Regions from separate parts of the Mus musculus genome. Here region 1 is linked to region 2. Evidence: chromatin contacts called from public Micro-C data. All regions are on one chromosome and are shown on one strand. Each heading gives the region's core, a stretch centred on a gene start, on an enhancer-like site or on the middle of the called end of the contact. The rest is flanking DNA. Distances are from core to core; before and after follow the strand shown.

The links. A called contact is a pair of places that touch in the nucleus more often than the background predicts.
Region 1: a Micro-C map of muscle stem cells shows a contact between it and region 2, with 2.3 times the contacts expected there. The contact joins the promoter of 3300002A11Rik here to the enhancer-like site in region 2. A contact is called at or near these places in 1 of 39 promoter capture datasets (cranial neural crest), 2 of 15 datasets of contacts at CTCF or cohesin (CD8 T cells and the NIH/3T3 cell line), 8 of 484 Hi-C or Micro-C datasets (cerebellar granule neurons, double positive thymocytes, embryonic stem cells and 4 more), 9 of 115 datasets of contacts at active chromatin or transcription factors (embryonic fibroblasts, embryonic stem cells, epiblast stem cells and 2 more) and 1 of 9 other capture datasets (pancreatic islet).

The regions. Positions count from the first base shown.
Region 1 is chr12:99,336,483-99,343,413 of GRCm38.p6, forward strand. It overlaps 3300002A11Rik (RIKEN cDNA 3300002A11 gene), which reads left to right and starts at 4,549. Exons shown (of 3, transcript NR_166805.1): 1 at 4,549-4,743. It overlaps Foxn3 (forkhead box N3), which reads right to left. Exons shown (of 6, transcript NM_183186.2): 3 at 4,940-5,052. RefSeq lists an enhancer at 2,138-4,789.
Region 2 is chr12:99,304,137-99,311,714 of GRCm38.p6, forward strand. The region is part of intron 3 of Foxn3 (forkhead box N3); the gene reads right to left. It overlaps Gm46371 (a long non-coding RNA gene), which reads right to left. Exons shown (of 2, transcript XR_001780668.2): 1 at 7,343-7,578; 2 at 4,956-5,878. Among named protein-coding and RNA genes, the nearest start is that of Gm46371, 23 kb to the right of the region's middle. Within about 2 kb of position 2,550, at least 73 of the 459 cell types and tissues checked have an H3K27ac peak or open chromatin away from gene starts, as enhancers often do. A contact at or near this core is called in cerebellar granule neurons, double positive thymocytes, heart atrium and 4 more, where this site is marked.

The DNA of each region.
Region 1 (6,931 bases), core at 3,299-5,798, 34 kb after region 2:
GCCTTGGCAAAGGTGTAGAGTCCTTATGCAAGCTGATTTGGCCTCAGTCCCTGAACTCAGCCGTGGGGACTCTACAAAGCACAGCTGAGCACTTCACAATGAGAAAGAGCCAAGAACTGTGCTTGCTAAATGACCGTGACACCCTTGTTGTGGCTCTGCATATCCTACAAAGGGTGGAAGGAAGGAAGAAGTCCTGGTGGTCAGCACTTCAGTGGCTCTGTGTTTGGGGAGCGAGTTTTCTGCTACAACCTGGGGAGTTTCCATGTCCCAGCTCGGGTTTCCACCGTACAGCCTACATTACTGTGGCACATATGTCACAACTAAGGAGTCAACATGAGCACATTACTCTCAGCTGAATGCACAAGTTATTGATGTGCACTTTTTTTTTCTGTCTAAGGCTCCCTTTCTGTTCCAGGATCATGTTTCCTGTGTAGTCACCCTGTCTCCCAGCCTCCTCTAGTCTGCACAAGTTTTTCAGACATTCCTTGCTTCTGATGACCTAAGCGGCTGTGAGGAGTGCCAGTTCAGGGTTTTGGAGACAATCCTCATGGAGGACAAAGCCACTGTTTTGAGTTTTTCCCCATGGTTAAGACGAGCTTATGGGTTTCAGCAGGAAGACCACCTTTTGGCTTGGAATTTACATGCCCCCACTACTCCAAAGACCCCCCCCCATACTAACGGGTCAGTCCATAGCTTGTGGCTGGGAGATAATGGAGGAGGGGCCTACTAGAAGGAAGTTAGGTAATGGGGGAGGGGTGCCAGGCCCCCTGCTAACACGTGCTCCTGCCAAGGTGTAGGTACCTGGTGTAGGTACCCAACTGCCACATTCCTAAAGTAGCCAGAGGGCTACGAATGGGAACTGCAGACCCAAGTCATCCTTTAGTTAGTATTTACCTGAGGTATCGGTTCCACAGAGGTAGGAGACTGACTACACAACTGCCATGGGGATGCTGGGAATTGAACCTGAGTCCTCTGGAAGAGCAGCCTGTGCTCTTCATCACTGGCTGAGCCATCCCTCCAGTCGCAGATGAGGCGCTTCGATTGACAACTAGTATTTGTCAAGTTTGCTCACAATAAACATCATTGGACAGCCTGGTTTTTTCGTGTCAACTTGACATATAAAGTCATCAGAGAGACAGGATCCTCAGTTAAGGAAATGTCTCCAAGAAGAGCTGTAAGTCATTTTCTCAATTAGTGATCAGTGAAGGAGGGCCCAGCCCATTGTGGGTGGTGCCATCTCTGGGCTGCTGGTTCAGGGTTTTATAAGAAAGCAGGCTGAGCTAGCCACCATGAGCAAGCTAGTAAAAGCAGCACCCCTCCATGTTCTCTGCATCCGCTCCTGCCTCCGTGTTCCTGCCCTCTTTGAGTTCCTGTCCTGATTTCCTTCTATAATTGGGAAGTGTAAGCTGAATAAACCTTTTCCTCCCCGACTTACTTTTTGGTCACAGTGTTTCCTCACAGCAATAGAGACCCTGACTAAGACGATCCTTTAGGACCCCTCCTCGACAGTCCACTCTTTCCAAGAAGTTCTTAGGGAAGAACTGTTTCCACCACTTATGTGGGATTGTGTGTATGAGAAATGGACCTCAACTGTCTCCATCAGCTCCTGCTCACAGACACTCGGTTTGTATGTTGTTTATAATGCAGTGACATCCCTTAGCTCATTGGGGCAATTTCAGGTTGACTCCGGTGTCCTGAAACTCCTCTACCATTCCGCATGGTCAACACACCTGGACTTTCTGCTTCCCCAGAATGCTAAGGGTTGAATTACAACTTCCTAAAATCCCCCCCCCCCGAAGTCCTAGGTCCCTAGTATGTCACAATGTGACTGTATTTCAAGTGTGTGTCATTGGAGAAGTTAAAGTCACCCTGGAATAAGGAGAGTTTTTAGTCAGGTAGGCTTAGCCTCCTCCTAAGACGGAGGTAGAGACAGTCCTGTGAAATATAAGCCAAGGAATATCACAGATAACCAGCAAGCCACTAGAACGGGGGAGAGGCTGGGCCAGATCCTCTCCCACAGCTCCCAGAAGAAACCAACCCTGCTAACACCTTGGGCTCATGGGGTGAGAGGCAATTCCTGATGCTGTCTGACTCACTCAGCTGTGGCACTTTGTCAGGGTGGCCTATGTAAATTAATACAATGGCTAACTCACCTGGCTCTTCGAATTTTAGTTAAAAACAGTATTTAGGACAAAAAAAAGAGAGAGAAAACAGGTGTAGGGGAACATTCTAACAAAATCTTGGAAAACAGGCGCAAGCCAACAGACTGCAATGTTTAGCATTCTGTTTGGATGGGAACAAGGTTTGGGGCAGTGTTTTCAGACTCCTGGATTTCCTCACAGAGCTTCCAGCCACCTGCAGCTTAGGCCAGGGCTGCTGCCAAGCACACCTGCAAGGGACAGCATTAGCTGCCCTTCTTGTATAATCACTGTCTTCTCTCACATGCCAAACACCAGCTCTGTGGAAGCCAAACACTACCCAGGTGCCCTTCACAGTGGCTCCACATGGGGCTGACAAGGACCCCTTGAGTCACAGTAGACCTGGCCAGATCAGGTTAACTCAGCATTTTGGTATCTGTTTATGGCTGGCTGTTCCACTTCCGGCCTCCTGGAATTACATCACCAAGTGGCCTGGTACAGAGAAATTCTTCACCAGTTTCGGTGTGAGCTCTCACACCATAGGCTGGCTTCTCAAGCAAACCCTTTCCAAGGCATGGAGAGAGCACCGTGCTCTCTGGATTCAAATCATGAAGATGTGGGCTGGAATCGCCTCACTAGTGATCTGATGGACTTGACATCTAAGCACCTTGATATGGAAGGAGCTGGTTAACTGCAAGGGACAGAACTGGATCTGAAGTGGTCATCTGGAAATCATTTACTGTAAAAGCCCTAGTTCATCTGCATTTTCATGCCCGTGCTAAGACTCTAGAGAAGTCATTAGGTTACAGCCAGCTCACAATACCTCTGGCCTGTGTGTATTCTACTTGCTACCCCCAGAGTTCTATTATAATCCTTCAAATTATTAAATAATTGCAGTGTTTCCCTGGGGGTCACATTTGGCAACAAGGCACTGGCCTAAATGAACCAATGACACGACCCAGTGAATAACACTTACATTTTTAACTTGCTAGAAGCAAACGGGTGTGACATACTTCTAAGGGAGAAACTAGAGAAACTAGTGGGGTGGGCTTGGAAACTGAATATCGACAGTATTGCAATAATTAGTGCCAGGCTCCCCACCAACCCCATAAAAAAGCAACTCTCTAACCCCAATCCCAGCTTCTATTTCAGGAATGGCTACCATCACAAGAAGAGAGGCAGGCATATGGCTCTCCCCTTCTGGACATTCCTACAATGTAGGCTAGGCTGCTCTGGAAAATCCCATCTCTTCCTCCTACAGCTATATGACCTCGAGTTGTCATTTCAAATAAAGTATGCTTCCACTGATTTTTATGAACACAGACAAAAGCAGCTACAACCTTCCTTCCCCCAGCCCCCCAAAAATACCCTTGCGAACCAACTGTAGTTGCTATGTAGGGTTATTTGTTTCTAAGGCAACAGCTTATGTCTAAGTACTAATGGCCTGTCCTTTTGCCAGGCAACAAACAGCCTTGTGATGCAAGTGCACCTGTCTCAGCTACGCGTTACTATGGAGACACTCCAGTTACTATGGCTACCATCACGCTAATCGCCTAGCAAAGGCAGACATACAGCAGTCTTCTCATAGAGCCCAGCTGCTTCTCCCGTCTCTTGCCGGAGACTGATTGTCTAGGGTCTGTGATGGAACGCACAAGAACTTCATTAATGCCACGTTGGAAGGCTCACTCTGTGTGCCCTCCTGCAGAATAAACATCAGAACAGAAAAATCTGCAAGTGGACTGTAAAATTCCCCAGCCTTCTGACACCGGGCCATTCCCAATTAACATAAATGTCTACTCCACTGGCAGTTTCTCTTAACCAGTTAACAAAGGAAATGCTGCTACATGCCTTCTAGAACTTCTTGGTAGGGGACTGGAAAGATGGTTTAGTGATCTAAGAGCACCGGCTGCTCCTCCAGAGGATCCAGGTTCAATTCCTAGCACTGACACAGTGGCTCAAATCGCCTGTAATTCCAGTTCCAGGGGATGCAATGCCCTCTTCTGGCCTCCACAGTCACCAAGCATTCAAATGCTACACAGACATAAATGAAAGTGAAACAGCTGTACACTTAAATAAAGTAATTTTCAAACTTTCTTAGTGGGCCTGATGACAAGCACCGTGAAGAGCTAAGACTCCATCCACAGGTTGAAATCCGGCTCTTTGTTCTGTAAGGCCCTTTCTTCTAACTTAGCACTGACATGCTTTTTAAACTGTGACAATCTACCTAACACCCCTCCCATTGTATATTTGTAAAAATGCACTCATGACCTCAGTCTCATGACAGCCAGACACGTGAGGAGGGAAAGTGGCCATGGTTCTCAAGACAAACACTTAGTAACCACAACAAACCCATCACTCAGGAGCCTGTCGACATGGAAACCGGATGACAACAACCGAGCCTGCCTTCTTTCCACATCTCTAGAGGCAGGCCATGGGAAGGTGGAATCACCTGTGTGCCTCACCGCTCTTATTCCAACAAAGCGTGACCCGCAGAGATAGAAAAGCTGTCCACTTTCCTCTGTAACCGATTCTACCCAGGAAGACGCTATTTACCTACCAGGAGCCCTTCCGGAGCCACACCCGCTCAGTCGGAGCTACAGAAGCGGTAAGCTTCCCAGGAAATGCATAGCCAATGGATGTGCCTCCTCATCAGACTTAATTCTTTTTCCCATTAGTCTGTAGTTATTTTTAAAACATTCATACGGCCTACTAAATTAGTTTTAGAGACTGTCTCTGCTAAAATAACAAAATTCCAGGAGACTTTAAGAAAACAAAAACCCCCGATAGTGCGAGTCACTTACCTTTGATAAGCCTGAGGAGTAGGAGGTGGGTGGTAAGGTGTCTTTTTCAGAGCCTGAATTAGATTTTGTCTATACTCTGGGTCGATGCACCACAATGACCCTTTCCCAATACTCTGCAAAGAAAAATTAAAATGAAAACATATTAATACAGTACAGAGAATTTTGTGGTAGGCAAATACAGGGCTATATTGTAGTTATTCTCCAAAGTTTCCTGTTCATTTGCTAATGATTTCTCAGGCTGACAACAGGACACCATTAAATGCTCTCTGCTCCTCTTTGCCCCGAGTAGATGAGGTCAGATGAACATGTAGCTACCAGATTATGTTGATGCAATAACATGACTGTCAAATCTGAACTACCCCCAACCCAAAATCCCTTATTTCTCAGTATGAATCTGGAGGAATATTCAGACTCGTCCAGAAGTCTCTAACTTGGCTGACGTTCATGGGCGCTGAGAAGACCTTTCGAAGCTCCATCTCTGCTCTAAAAACCCCAGCTGTTTTAAACCACATTATCTTGGCACGATCTTACAAAAATGGAAACGTAATCCACTCATTGTTTTTGGTATCCCGTCCCCCTTGCTCACAAAAGAACATTTATGCTTGGAATGGAATTTATAATTACCTTCCCCTCAGAAACAAAAGACCTGGCAACAATAGCAAACCTAAGCCAGAATTCAAAGTATTTTTTATTTTTATGGGGGGGGGGTGTCCTTCAGTTCACAGCAATCTGCTCTTGTCTCTAGGAATCTTTAGAAGAGGTCACACTTTAAAAGTGTAAATTGGCTAAAACTGTTCCCTGGGGGGAAGGGGGCAGCTTTCCCTGAAGGCCACTTTTGGGCTGGCTGGAGGCAATTGGTCTGAGATCAGCTTTAACAGTGGGTGGGGGTGGGGAACAGCTGCTCTCGCCTGCCCTGCTTTCAACTGGGTCAGTGTACCCAAACCATTTGAGAAGGTCAACAGTAAATATTTACGGATTTGGAACGAAAAGAAGCTAAATGACCTAGTCCCACCCCACCCATGCTTCCTTTGTAATTTCCCTCACTCTCCTCTACAAAGCCTGGTGGTGTCTTCCAACATTGAGAAAAGCAAACATGAAAACCTTTAAACTAACACAGAGAGGCAGCAAATTACAAGGAGATCACATGGAAGGACCACTAAATCTAAGCCATTCCAAAAAAAAAAAATCTTTGAAGAATTTTCCTAGTCTGCATTTCAGTTATCACGTCACCAAGTAGTGTTCTTACAAGCCTTGTGTGTTCACAGCACTCGTAAATAGTTCTCAAGCCTGTGTAACAGCAGCAGGACACCTAGAATGAACCATTCCCAGTGTTCTGGGGTCAGGGCAGTCCTACAAAGTCATTCATGGTCAAAGGCCATACCCAGAACCATGCCGGTCACCTGGTCCCTGGTCCCAGAGCATCTATGCTGAAGATATATCTGTAGGGTTTAATGATCTGGGCAGTCAAAGATCTCAAAGTCATTTATTTCCTTTCCTGTACATGTTTTTAAGTCTGGCATAGTTTGCAGGGTTTGACCAGACTTTCCAAGTAAAGCAGGTTCTACACCCTCTATCTCTTCCTGTGGAGTATGATGCATGGTGTACTTTAAAAAGGTAAGGTGTGGGCAGAGCCGGGAAGACAGTGAGTTACCACACTGAAGTAAAAGAAGCCATCAAAGCACCCACCAAGCTGCAGGTGGGAGGGCTGGCCTGACCTTCTTCATCCAAGGCTCTCAGTTGAGCCCTGAGCCAGGAGACCAGTGCACAGCATGTCCTAAGCTGCAGGGAAGACCATAGCCAAGATGCAATAGAAACACTTCTGCCAGGAGATGGCCCCAGCAGCAGGCGCCTAACTAGGGGCCTTTGTTTTCATCAACATGGCTGTCAAGGAGGCAGGTGGATTTCTGAGTTTGAGGCCAGCCTGGTCTACAGAGTGAGTTCCGGGGACAGCCAGGGCTACACAGAGAAACCCTGTCTCAAAAACAAAACAAA
Region 2 (7,578 bases), core at 1,300-3,799:
CAGAAGTAAATCCACAATGAACATAGCCTTGGAAAAGTAAAGTCAGCTGGGCCTTGGGGGCATGGGCTTGTAATTCTAGCTCCTGCAGAGGTAGAGGCAGGAGGATCGTAACCGCAAAGTCCGTCTGTGTTACAAAGTTTCTTCAAGGCAGGCCTAGGCAAATTAGTGAAACCCTGTCAAAAGGGGACTAGATACAAAGCCCAGCGGAAGAGCACCTGGCTAGACCTGAGGGAGACCTAAGTTCAATATGTAATACCCCTCCACCCCCACCCCCTCCCCAGGGCAGAGGGGCAGAGACCTCTTGGCGTGTTCAGGGGCTGAAGCGCTACAAAGCTCTACACTGAACACTTCTCCAGACATTTTTCCTAGGTGTAAAAGGAGGGTGTGGCTGCACTGGATATTCTGTTCTTCAGTTTTGATTTTATTTCTTTCAACTGATACATAATAGCTGTGGTGCGTGTGAGTTTCATATGTGTGTATACAGCAGGCAAAGATGATAGCCAGGTAATTGGCATATCCATCACCTCACACACTATCATTTCTTTGTGTTGGGAACAGTCAAAATCTTCCCTACTATTTTGAAGCACACAATTAATTGTTGTCAATCACAGCTACTCTACGGTGCAGGGAACATTAAAGTTATTCTTCCCACAGAACTATTCCCTGTTCCTTCTGCTTCTAATTCCTATGGCATCAGAGAAAGTCCACATAATTAAAGCCTTCAACCTACTCAGGAAAACCTCAGGCTCCTGTGGCCTCCGCTGAGACTGCTTCCTGACACGGGATGTGTAGGTTCTACTTCTCGTCTGCTGCTAACTGGCTGTGGGATGCACCCTTCTCAACAGAACTCTAACCTGAGAGTTCCTGAAGGGTGTGGCTCCTCTCCCTCTCTCCTGCCCTCCTTCTCCGATGCTTCTCTCCACCTCTGCCTTCGTCACGGGAGTCACATGGCCTCAGTTTGAGGACTGCTCCGTTGCTGTTGCTCTTAGCTTTTCTAGGGAAGCTCCTTTATATGTAGGACATCCTTTAACTGCATGGAGCTGCTGAACCTTACACAGGAGATCCATGCACGCACTTAGCAATGTTTTTACCTTTTATATAGTCCAGGCCATCTAGCAGGTGATGAAAGGCACCGGCCTCTGGCTCCCCCTGATCGGTGCCACTTCCAGGTTGCTGAGCGCCACACCTGCTCTGGCTTCCTCCTCTGGCATCCCTCACATTCGTGCTCTTTCATTCTCTGGGTACCAGGCTGCTTGTGGCCTCCCAAGTACAAGTAAATGCTCTCACCTTAGTGTCTACTCTAGGCAGCTACCCTCTACTTAAAGCAGCTGCCTTCCCCATCCTTAATGCAAGCTCTGTTCATTCTACACAATGCTGCCCCTCCAGGCTGTCTCCTTTTCTCCACGCTCCATGTATAAAGTAGATAGAGTCTGTCTTTATATGCATCACACACACTCTTAAGTGGATGGCAACAGCAGGTGTATAGCAAATGCCTCAGAAAGAAAGGGAGGGAGGGAGGGAGGGAGCAGGGTATGGTAGCACAAGCCTTTAATTTCAGCACTCAAGAGGCAGAGGCAGGCAATCTCTGTGAGTCTATAGTCTACATAGTGCCTGGTCTACATACATAGTAAGCTACAGGACACCAGGGCTACACAGTGAGTGAGACCCGTCCCAAAAACAAAAACAAATAATAAAAAGGAAGAATGCTAACTAGCTCTATGAAGTATACAGACCAGTTACCAAAACCCTCTTTTTTTTGCTAAGTGCTCTTTATTCAGAATGGTGACGTCACTTAAAAGTGTCAAGCAGGAATAGTAAGGGATCCAAGGCACACACACACACACACACACGCACACGCACGCATGCACGCACACATGCATCAGCCAGTTCCTGATATCTGTTGACTTTTGTCGTCTGCAGAAGCAAAAGAGAACTGAGAATTCAAACACTGAAAGTCTGGTAGCTGTTTCTGAGTGAGAATAAGTCGCTGTCTTCTCAGACTGGGCACTCTGCAGGGCAGTCCTGCCATCGGCCCCTATCTCTGCATCTGGCTGGACTCAGAGCCAAGGCAACCAAGCACTAAATTAACACTCCCACAGCTGCAAAGGTTCAAGGGCTCTGAACAGGGGTGGCCTACCTAACTGAAGGACAGATATGCATGCCCCTTTGTCTCCCATATCAACAGGCTCAACCTCTGCAGTCCCACAAACGACCCTCTGTCTCTGCGGCTGCTGTTGAATGCAGCTGTCCTGGCTCTTCCTGGTGATCACTCCTCTAAAAATAGCTCTGATGCTGTCGCAGGGAAACTTGAGCAGGTCCTGAAAGCGGATCCCCTTTTAGTCTGAGCTGCTTCGACTTTAAAAAACAGGCAGCTATGAACATACCTTCATGTGTCTGCATGATGCTCAAGTAGTCATGTAGCTCACAGCAAAACACAAAAGATAAGACAACACACACAAAGCCATGCAAATGACAGAGCCGCAGCACCAGGTCTGCCATGTCAGACTGTCGTGTTTGAGCCCAGACTGAGAAACCTGACTGTAAGAGCAGATGCCATGAAGATCCCGGGGACACATCCTGCCAGTCCAGACTTCTGACTGCTTGGGGGAGGGTTAGGGCAGGTGGTAAAGAAATTGATTACATAGAAAGACTTGTAAATATGGGGTACTGGGTTCTTAAAAGTCCTACTAAAATTTGCACCTATTAGCTTCAACAGGACACCAAGATTGTCTGAGTGTGGGGAGTTATCACCAGAGATACAGTCATTTGAACGACAGAGCGGACTTTATACACTACTGCATCTTTAACAATAATTTCTTAACAAGACAAAAGGATTTGCACTTATTGCCAACAGCTTGCTGGCAGCCAACACCAGGCAGGATGAGCTGCCTGGCAAGAGTCAAGCCAGCTCCCCTCCCCACCCCCACCCATCAGAAAGGGCCACTTCTAGATCTAGACTAACTTCAAAACAGATAAATATTTAAATTTGATGTTTGTTAAGAAATTGGGATGGAGAATCCAAGAATGACTCTTATTAAATAGATCTATAATGTAGATTTGCCTTCCGTTCATGATCACAGAAACTTAGGTGCTTCTATGACTTTTCTGACTCTCACAAATATGATACTAAACAAATCACACATTTGTATTTCAACCCCCCCCCTCGGCAATCGTATGTGTGTGTGTGTGTGTGTGTGTGTGTGTGTGTGTGTGTGTGTGTTTTAAGAAGAGTGTGAGAAAAGGGGCCTGGGAGACCTAAGCCTTTGTAAAATGTCAGTCACCCCAGATCTCTCAAGGACACAAAAATTCCCACAGGTGCCTAGAACTCTTTACACAAGATAGCACAGTATATGCACACATGCACCAGCTAATCTCTGGGTTACCAAACACAATGCAGATGCTATATAAACTGTTACAATACTGTACTGTTTAAGAAGTAATGATAAAGGGCATGTATAATATGTTCAGGATAAATTCTATTTCAAGGGCTGGAGAGATGGCTCAGTGGTTAAGAGCACTGACTGCTCTTCCAGAGGTCCTGAGTTCAATTCCCAGCAACCACATGGTGGCTCACAACCATCTGTGAGGGAATCCTATGCTCTCTTCTGGTGTGTCTGAAGACAACTACAGTGCACTCATATACATAAAATAAATAAATATATCCTTTTAAAAAATTCTATTTTTTCCCCCAAGTAAATATCCTTGGTTTTGTGGATGTTCAAGCGTGAGGGTGTAGAACCCAAAGATACCCAATCAGGAACCACACCATCATTTTCATGAATTCTTACAGAGGCGGAGCTCAGCAGCTTCCTGAGGAGTCTCCCTTCCTCTTCTTCTGCTCTAAAGAATCTGCTTCATCCCCATGAGGGGAGCTGAGGAGAAGGCGCACGGGCGGGCGGGCGGGCGGGCGGGCGGGCACACACGCGCGCGCACACACAAACACACACACACACACACACACACACACACACACACACACACACCAATCCAGCTCTGTCTCCTGTGTAAAATATACAGCATTTTCTCTAAATTAAACTCTATTCATGTTTAAAGCTAAGCCATACAGCTTAGATGGGAAAGATGGCTTACAGTGTTCCGGAGTGTGGATTAAAAGACCCCTATTTAATGGCATCTGCAGATTACATAAGATTAAATTTTTAGTACCCAGAAATAAAACTTTAGTGGACACAACAAACTTGAGTGTGCATGTATGTGTGTGTGTGTGCTAATTTTATACTATATATTTACTATTTTACTCTTTATAGAAAAAGCCTACAGACGCCTACAGTGAGGGGGGAAAAAGAGGCTAGTTCTTGGAGACAGAAATTGATTTTAGATGAACTTTAAACATAACAACTGAAACAAAGCAAACAACCCATTTGCCACCGTGAGGCCCCTAGTCTGGGCTGCTCGGAGAATGCATTATTCAGTGACTGCACTACCAGAATTCCCAGAAAATAGTCCCCATGGAATGCTAATTTCATTACTATTAAATTTCATAATCATGACTTGGAATCCATCTCCTTTCAGCTAACCCAACCCTCCCTCCACCTCCGCACATACAAATTCAAACTGTTTTTGCTTCGACTGTCTCTCTCCTCCCTGCTGTTATGAATGGAACAATCTGGGGGCTCCTTAGATCATCTGTGTAAATCTACACCAGTGTTTAAGTGGAAATAATTCTGGTTGTTCAAATCAAAGCATGCAGACTGTTTTCAGGGCTGAGGGGAGTATGGAATCAATTACGGTGGGTGTGTGAGTAAGTCTGCCCACTAGCTAAGGCTAGACAGAGCGTGAGCCCCTTGAGGAAGTCGGATCAGAAGAAGGTGTGGGCATGCTCACGCTCGCTCGCTGATTTTGTTGCTCTGTCCTTTGGGTGCCGCGCTTAACACTGCTTGCAGCTTTTCCTGTAGCTCCCTAGTTGCTTGACTTTTGCCTCATTGCCTCATTCTGGTGTGTGTGTGTGTGTGTGTGTGTGTGTGTGTGTGTGTGTGTTTAAGTGAGACAGGTGGACCTTTCTCAAGCTCGTCCCCACCCTAGTTTTTGGGACAGTACCTCAAGGAGTTCTCCAACCTGGCTAACAGGGCTGGTCAGGCCCCAAACATCCTGTTTCTGCTTTCCCTGTGCCAGGATGACAAACCCACAAACCTGGATCTGGCTTTTAGGAGGGTTCTGGGAATGGCTCTCACACCTGCACGCAGCGTCTCACCCTTGAGCGAGCTCCTCAATCCCAACATACATGTTTTGGATGTATTTTGCATGTATTCTGCATGTATTCTGCATGTTCACAATGAGATTACCCAAACCATCCCAATCCCACTGCCAACCAAACCTTTAAGGAGTGCTATCTTTTAAGCCATCTAGGATCACTTAGGAATAATCCTATAGTAATCACTGATCAGCAGAAAACCAGCTCACCTTTTGCCGATACACATAACCCTTGGGTGCAGCACACTGGCATGAGAAAGAGAGAAAAGACTGCCAGACCCTGTCAGTATTCAAGACCACAGCACTTCTAGAAGATCCAAATGGACAATGAGAAATTGTATTTATTCTCCTGCTTATAAATGACAGAACTACTCGTCCTAAGATGGTTGTGAATCTTCTAGACTTAGCTGAGGATACCTCCTTGCTCTGTTTTCAGCAGGCCCACCATGCTGGCTGAAAGAATGGCAGTATTTCCAGTCTGCAGTGGGAAGGGCTGCTAGGAGGGCTGAGGACACCTGGTGAGCGAGCACACTGCTCTCCTGAGGCCGGTGGCACACCTCTTACCACACATGCCTACACTGATGGTCAAGCTGCCCAGCAACTGGGAGAACCGATGAGCAGATCACAAAAGGCACCCGTTTCAAATAACCAGTGACCTACCTAGCTTGGCCTGGAAAAAAAAAAAAAAAGAGACACCCAGAAACCTGAAGGTCAGTTATCTCCTACAACTCTGAGGAGGAAGTGCATGCAGAAAGCACTGGAGGCCAAAAGGCAGCTGGGATCTGAAGGGGAAGCTAGGGTGCAAGCAGAGGGGCTCAGCTTGTAGAGAAAACAACGGTGTCACGGCAGAGGGCAGGCACAAACAAGCACGCCCTGAGATGGGTCCCAGAAGCCTGGACACCTGTTCCCTAGCTGTGAGCATACACACTGGTCTGAGCATACACATTGTTCTGAGCAGACACACTGGTGTGAGCAGACACACTGGTGTGAGCAGACACACTTGTCCGAGCAGACACACTGAGCACATGTGTGCAATGTCCCAGATGAATATTCCAGCCCTGCTTATTATTCCCTTATGTAGGATAGTTTAAAAGTTTCTTTTACAGAAGACCCCAAACTACAAAGTCAGGTTTGAGGGTCCCCCACCAGGGTCACCCCTTTATAGGCCATTCTACTTCACTAGGTCTCTCCCGTGTGAGAGGCTTGGGATTACTGTAGCTCCTGTGGATCAATATTCTAGGACCCCAAATCTGTGCTTCTGGAAGTGCTCTAGCATGCTCCATCTGTCCTGGACCTCGTCACAGCCCTATAGAGGACAGAAACAGGGAGGCCCCAAATCTAAGCCCCAGCCTCTCCCATCACACAGGAGATGCTGATAATATACGTGTGTGTGTGTGTGTGTGTGTGTGTGTGTGTGTGTGTTCATGCTCGTGCGTACGCGTGCATCTCATGGCACAATCTATGCTTTAACTAATGTAAAGGAACTCAAAAGCTTCGTTTACTGGTTCGGGGCAGGGAAGGGCGGAGCCACAGATGAGCCAGGAGCGGTGGAGATGGCTTTCTATGCAGTTTTCCCAGCAACAGCGGGAGTTAGGTTGGAAACATGGTCCAAACCATAAAACTGAATTTTGTAAACATGGGCATCTGAGTTTGGATTCCTGGCTGTTTCGAACGAGCAAGATGCCTCAGTGTCATCTCAGTGTAAAACTCGGTGTCATTACAAAGTCTGTAATGTCAGATTACACGTGCGGCGTTTCCAGTGTGGGGATATCCAGACGATGCAGACCCTTGTGGGAAAGTCTACCACATGACTGAAAGAATAATGGTGACTAGGAAACACAAGGAGGGCTCTCAATCCCTGCAAAGATTACAGGAAAAAAAAGTGGCCCACCAGCTCAGCTTCAGGAATGAATGTAGATTCTATTCCAGGGCTTATAAGGATGAACCCAGGCTTTAGAATTCACCAAAAGCTGTCTCAGCTCCACTTGTTCCCCTGATGCAGAGAAGACAGTTTTTCTATTTCATCCACATAATGGAGACACACCAGCATCTAGGCCGCCATGCTGTTAGCATTTCATTTACAGACTTAGCATAGCACCCAGCTTAAAGTCAGGGTCACAGATGTTACCAGCACCTGCAGCAGCCATCTGCCAATATGCTCTGTGCCAGGGCCCATGATCTTCCCCTCAGCTGCCCTGTGGGCTAACTGCTCAAAGCCACGACTTTAACAAACTGCTCTCAGCTGAAGATTCCAAGAGGCCACAGAGTTCCAAGATAAATGGTTGACAGTGTAAAAGCCTGGTCTTCTGGTCCCAAGGGGGATTTGCTGGTGTAATTACACTCCAGTCGAGGCCAAGGCTCAACTTTAGG